Linked DNA regions of Mus musculus: region 1 is linked to region 2. Evidence: chromatin contacts called from public HiChIP or PLAC-seq data. All regions are on one chromosome and are shown on one strand. The core of a region is the stretch at or near the end of the contact, and the rest is flanking DNA. Distances in the headings are between cores, read along the strand shown. Region 1 overlaps Albfm1 (albumin superfamily member 1). Region 2 holds the start of Cxcl5 (chemokine (C-X-C motif) ligand 5).

Region 1 (3,526 bases), core at 986-3,485, 160 kb before region 2:
ATGTATGTTTGGAGAAACTGGAAGACTCAGACACAAATAGAAGAGTTAGACACAATAACTCTGGTGCCAGATGGGAGGGGAAACTAAGAAGCAGGAGCGGGTGGTTGAATTGAAGGCCTGTTCTAAGAGCAGAGAAACAGTCATTTAAAAATTAAAAATTAAAAAAAAATTGACAGTTTAAACCTCTGTTGGAGAAAATTGTGAGATTTTCTTTTTTTCTAGAAATTTCTAGGGCATGATCAGGAATTGTTGCTCTTTGAGGGCAGAAGCTAGGGATCAGGTAAAAAAGCATTTTATTCCCTTATTGGGCAGAACTTCATGAACAGAGGGGCTCAGGAACTCAGAAAGCACACACACACACACACACACACACACACACACACACACACACGCGCGCGCGCGAATGCAGATATACACACCTGTGTACACACACTTATACACTCACACACATGCACACACACAACTAACCACCAGGAAGCCAATTTTCTATAATTCATGCTGTTGTATGCAGTTAAGATTAAATGATTGTAAATCACAGGATTGTAAAGTTGTCGATGGTGCCATAGAATGTGTCTCGGCAAACCCCTGGACCATCTCAATGAGGAAGGGATGCAGGAGAGTCACCGGAGGGACGGCTTGTCTGACAACCTGATTGGGCAGGGCATGTGACTGTGTGGTTGAGTCCACAGGCTCCTCTACCTTTGGTAAGGCAGGCTGGGGCTGGTCAGAGCTCTGTTTAGCAGTGGCTCTCAGGAATATTTTTAAAGATAATAACCTTCATTATTGCTTTAACTACTTGCTCCTCTCTGCTGCTTCTCTGAACTTTATGCTTCCAGTAAAAGTCAACTGCCACTGTGCATAGCGTTCACATAAAGTTAAAAAAAAAATTCTAAGTTGAGCCTTCATAAATTGGGGGCTATCTAGACAGTCTGTGTAAGGGTTGGCAAGTTGTAGCGTATTTTTACTTAGTTTTAAAGATTTTTTTCCTTACCTTGTTCCTTCTGAGGTTCTTTCTCATTTGAGAAAGCTGTAGAAGTTACCAGAATGCTATGTTATACAAGTCAAAAGGCCTAGGACTTATGTATGTTAACGCATCATTCCACTGGATTCTTTCTCAGTGGGTCGTGTTTTCTTGTTTGCTTCAGGCCAGGCTGGTCAGATTTTAGTGTGTATAATCTGGACAGCAGCTAAAACATAGTGAGCATACTCTGCCCCCAGGGCTGCTGATTCAGTAGGTCTGTGTGGAGTGACTCCATGTTTCTAGCAAGCTCCAGGCACTGCTGCTGCTGGTGGTGTGGTGTGCTGAGGAGAACATCCCAGGAGCCCCTTCTCATTGTGAAGGTGGACAGATTACTCTCTACCCTTCCCGGCATGTCCTTAGGTCTAGTTTGGGGTGAGAAGCCAGAAGAAAGGATGGTAGTAGAAATAAAGAAACTGCTGGAAACAACACCAATATGGAAGAAAAATGGGGGATATTAAATATCAGTATTTAAGGCTAGAGTATGTGTTAAAACAAACTGTGCATTGCATAAAGAAGTTAGCCTAAAATGAAGGAACCAATGAAGAAAATATTTTGGAGTCTTTTCTTCAAAAGTTTGTGCCTCTGGTTTCTCTGTTGGCCGACTGATTCTGGGTTTCAGTAGCCATGGTTTTCAGTAGTATGTTGTAATGTGCCAAGAGTCTTCCTGGAGCTGAGATTCCAGAAGAGGGCTCAGCTGGCTGGCTGGCCACCCGTGAAGGCTGCCACCGGCCAGAATAAACCAAAACATGGAGACGAAACAACCTGGCACCCAGTCCATTTTTTTCCTGAAGAAGAGAGGCGCTGGTGTGTAGCACCAGGCTGAATCTGGACAGACCAAGGAAGGAGACTCCACAGTTCAGGAAACAAGAGAGTCTCAGCAGGTACAAGGAAAGCGTTCTGTTCACAGAAACTCTGTAGTCTAATCGTGCAAAATCTTCTGTGAGGAAGGATAACCGCACCAGACCTATTCGTCACCTCACAGGATGTGAGAACGGAACAAAGCTATCGTGAGTCAGCAGAAGTCGGGTGTGGTGAAGTGTGCTTGCTAATCAACGTGAAAGGAGAACGAAAGGTTAATTTTTCTCTGAGATGCGGATCCACACAGGTTAACAGAGAACGAATCTACCTATGATTTTAATAGGCCAGACTCTACACACGATGAGTCGGCCCAGCTTAATGAGTCTACTCTCAAAGTTAGTGCAATTGTACAATACAACTACGAAGAAAAGAATGATGGCGAGGTTAAGTAGGATGATTAGCTAAATACATATGGATCAGGTCGCACTGAGCCACTGACCACCAATGTTTTGTATTTTGATATACTCCATAAGTTGAAAACCAAGTAATACACAATGTGGCTTATAACACAAATAAAGATGAACAGGGAACATTCTCTATTTCTAAGAGACAATTTTAAGTTTTTTCATCCTCTTATGAGTCTTGGAATAATTTAAAGAAGCATTGTCATCATTTAATTAATGTAGTGCATTATGTACTACAGAGTATTGTATAGTATAGCGTACTGTGTCACACTGCCTGGTTAAAGCACCCGCTTCAAACTGGAACATGTATGTTCTCTGTTAACAGGTTGCTACTGAAGTTAGAAACTGGTAGTCTATTCAATGGCAGATTTACTGGAAATATTATTTACAATAGCAGATGGGTCTGCTAAAGGTCAGAGACTTCCTGTTATCTCTCAAAAGAGACATTACAGCAGCCACCTTGTTAGTGAAGTTGTGTCTCTTTTGTAGGCTACCATTGACATCATGAAATGATGCCGTGTGTGTGTGTGTGTGTGTGTGTGTGTGTGTGTGTGTGTGTGTGTGTGTGTGGTTTCCTGATCTCTCCTTCCTCTCTGAGAGTACCTAACTGCCCCTTTTCCATGCTCCCAAACCAAGCACAAGCAGGTACTCTTCTCACAAAATTAGAATAACTCTGGGTTTTACTTATATAGTTTCTGCAATAAAATGTTGCATTATCTTTCAATTTAGACAGAGTTATCTTTAGACGAATTGTTGGCTGACCTCGTAGGGTATCTTCTTTATGCAGCCCTGGGCAAACTGGGGTTAAAAGTATTTGTGAGCATGCCCACCTAGCCTACACCCATTTTTCGCTGGCAGTCTTGTGTGGACTGCATGTCGGACTGTGTAGGTCCCCTTTTATTCTGGGCCGCCTACATGATTAGATTGCTTCCTGCTTTTCTAGGCTCAGGAGACAGCTACATAGCTTCCTGATGGAGCCTTTGCTTAGCACATGGCCCTAATTTTAATCCACAACAGCATAAGAGAATAAATAAATTGGTTTTCCTGGATGCCTTTCCCCTATCTTACCTGAGCCAAAAACATATTTGCACGTTACTGGTTATTGTAACAATTACAAGTTACCAAGGAACTATGGGATACATGATGTCAGAAAAGACAGATACAGAACACACTGCGGTTACTATTAACTTCAGAGAAATGAACAAATTGGGTCTTTGGTTAAGCTAATACAGTGACTTCTCAT
Region 2 (3,061 bases), core at 216-2,715:
TGTAAGGCTGTCATGTTTACAGACTTCCTCTGCCGGCCTACTACATGGCCAGAGGTTTTGAGAACCATCCAGAGAGGAGATCTGTTAAATCTCTATAAAGAAAGCCAGGGCACCACTTAATGTTATAACCGACTGCCTTGGTATGAAGGCCTTTAGTTACAGGAAGTCATCTCATCTTTCATCACCAGGTGGCCCCTCCAGGGTCCCCACCCCCAACCCCCGCCAAGCCCCTGGGGAAAGCATCCCTCCTCTGAACTCCAAGAAGTTGCTTGGAGGGAGTCAGAACGGATGCTATCTTGCTGGCAAACTGAATCAAACCCTTGCACCAAACTCGCAGATAAGTCCCACGGATGAGTCCCTCAGCTGCACCAACCTCCTTTAGCTTCTACCCACTGTCAAATCCCTATCTGGCAGGGGAGCCACATTAGAAAGCACAGCAAGAAGCCCCTGGTGTTGCCTCCGGCTCCAAGCACAGGACAGACTGCTCCTAACTGAATGGCAAAGGGTGCAAAGATTTTATCTTCCTCCCAAAGCAATTTGCTGAGTCATCTGTGAAGTTGTTCATTAAGCCAAACAATTACAATAGCAGGGCTTCCAGTAAGCAGCTTTTATTTTGAAGGCCATTCATGCAGCTGGTTTAAGTGGAAGTCAAAACACTTTCATAGTTTCTTGGCTTTCAAAGCTGGCAGAATCCCAAAGAATCAATAAGTAATCCACACACAAGGAGAGGGCAAGGTTTCTTTCTTTCTTTCTTTCTTTCTTTCTTTCTTTCTTTCTTTCTTTCTTTCTTTCTTTCTTTCTATTTATTTATCTTTTCAAGTCCGGGATTACATTTCCTGAATAAAAACAGTCTTCGTTTTAAAAACACACATTTCAAATGTATTTTTGTTTATGAGCATGTGTATGTCTGCTTATCTGTCTGTGTACCAAGTAGATGCATCTGCCCCAAGGAAGCCAAAAGACGACGGACGTGGGGTTCCCTAGACCTGGGGCTAGAGAAGCTTGTGAGCAGCAATGTGGCAATGTGGTCCTGCATGGGTGGGTGGGTGGGGAGCCAAACCCTGGACCTCTGCCACAGCAACCAGTTCTCTTAAAGGTTGAGCCATCTCCCAGGTGTCAGCAATAGTGTTTGTAGTAATAACAGTTAAAGACCTGTGGAAGGTTTTCTAAAGTCAAAACTCCTTCCTTTGGCTCCAGTCTTCCTACAAGGAAAAGAAGGGCATCCTCAGAGCTCTGTCCTGCCTTAACTAGCCCTGACCTAGGAGAGGGAAAGGTCCTCTAAAGGAGTCTGACCCAGAGCAGCAGCCTTCTGTTCCCGGGGCAGGACTACAAGCATTCTCCTCCGATTTGGCAAAGAGCCACTCCTCCTAGCCATCCTCCCGCCCCAATCCCATTGCCCAGCCCCTCTGAGCCCCCCACCTCCTAACTCCAAGTCCAGGGAATTTCCCCAGCATCTTCAAGCTCCAGTTTCCTGCCTGAAGGAAGAGAGAGAACAGATAAAAGGGGTGCAGTGGGTTTGAGAACACCATAGTGCTCTGTAGAGCCCCAATCTCCACACCTCCTCCAGCATATCCCGAGCTGGTGCTCCCTGGTCCGGGATCTTGTCCACAATGAGCCTCCAGCTCCGCAGCTCCGCCCGCATCCCCAGCGGTTCCATCTCGCCATTCATGCGGATGGCGCCGCTGGCATTTCTGTTGCTGTTCACGCTGCCGCAGCATCTAGCTGAAGGTGAGGGCGCAGCACCTGCGTGGCGCAGGGTGCCTGACCCATCCGGGCGGGCCATCGCAGTCAGCGGGTCCCAGGAGCGGGGAAAGGGGCTCTTCCAGCATCCTCCTATAATCTTGTCTCTTCCACAGCTGCCCCTTCCTCAGTCATAGCCGCAACGGAGCTGCGTTGTGTTTGCTTAACCGTAACTCCAAAAATTAATCCCAAATTGATCGCTAATTTGGAGGTGATCCCTGCAGGTCCACAGTGCCCTACGGTGGAAGTCATGTGAGTTCTGACTGTGTTCTGGGTGCAGGTGATCTTGGGAGATGGAAGTCCAGGACACCCCCTGCCCTACCCACATCCCTTATCCCGGATTCTTCAGTCACCCGGGCTCACCTGTGCATCCTCTTTTTTTCCTCCTCCGCAGAGCTAAACTGAAAAACCAGAAGGAGGTCTGTCTGGATCCAGAAGCTCCTGTGATAAAGAAAATCATTCAGAAAATATTGGGCAGGTACTTGCTATCTTAGTCTCTGCAGCGGGCAAGGTCCTTATTCTCCCTGTATGAGTTGAGGCTCCCATCCCACATTCGAAACTGAGCTTAGAATAAAAGGATTCAGAAGGGAAAGTTGTTATTCTGGGATGTTGCAATAACCCAAAACTCATCTCTCTCTCTCTCTCTCTCTGTCTCTCTCTCTCTCTCTCTGTCTCTCTCTCTGTCTCTCTCTCTGTCTCTCTCTCTCTCTCTGTCTCTCTCTGTCTCTCTCTCTCTCTGTCTCTCTGTCTCTCTCTCTCTCTCTCTCTCTCTCTCTCTCTCTCTCTCTCTCTCTCTCTCTCTCTGTGTGTGTGTGTGTGTGTGTGTGTGTTAGGATAAACTGAAGAATTTTAGTTACTGATATAAGTCTTTTCTCAACAGTGACAAAAAGAAAGCTAAGCGGAATGCACTCGCAGTGGAAAGAACGGCCAGTGTTCAATAGAAAGATTTCTGAGGACTCTGACCCCAGTGAAGATAAGAAGAAAGGGCTGATTCTCTCCACCCACGGATTTTCTTTATGAACTCCCTGCTTTGATGAGAAAAGGGAAACCATTGTCCCTGAAGCTTCCTGCTCATCTCACAAGTGTATTTAGCAAAAATATTTCCTATTCTTTCCTATCTGTCACACTATCGGAAATTGTGATACTTTAGTGTGTAAGTCAAGAATCATTGGTTGTTAACCTTTCAAAATGTCTTGAACTGAAGGTGACTATTGCATTGTCTCCGGAATATGTATATGTATATGTATATGTATATGTATATGTATATGTATATGTATATGTATATGTATATGTATATGTATATGTATATGTATATGATGTA

Evidence for each region. HiChIP or PLAC-seq counts read pairs in DNA pulled down with a chosen protein or histone mark.
Region 1: a FOXA1 HiChIP or PLAC-seq map of pancreatic cancer cells shows a contact between it and region 2. The contact joins the enhancer-like site here to the promoter of Cxcl5 in region 2. A contact is called at or near these places in 2 of 39 promoter capture datasets (both in the 3T3-L1 cell line), 2 of 484 Hi-C or Micro-C datasets (LSK cells and peritoneal macrophages), 1 of 115 datasets of contacts at active chromatin or transcription factors (pancreatic cancer cells) and 1 of 9 other capture datasets (adipose tissue).

The regions. Positions count from the first base shown.
Region 1 is chr5:90,593,161-90,596,686 of GRCm38.p6, forward strand. All of the region lies in intron 13 of Albfm1 (albumin superfamily member 1), which reads left to right. Among named protein-coding and RNA genes, the nearest start is that of Gm42109, 9.9 kb to the left of the region's middle. Within about 2 kb of position 2,236, at least 68 of the 459 cell types and tissues checked have an H3K27ac peak or open chromatin away from gene starts, as enhancers often do. A contact at or near this core is called in pancreatic cancer cells, where this site is marked.
Region 2 is chr5:90,757,833-90,760,893 of GRCm38.p6, forward strand. Cxcl5 (chemokine (C-X-C motif) ligand 5) reads left to right here and starts at 1,466. Exons shown (of 4, transcript NM_009141.3): 1 at 1,466-1,728; 2 at 1,857-1,992; 3 at 2,135-2,218; 4 at 2,621-3,061. The coding sequence starts at 1,611. The coding sequence ends at 2,681.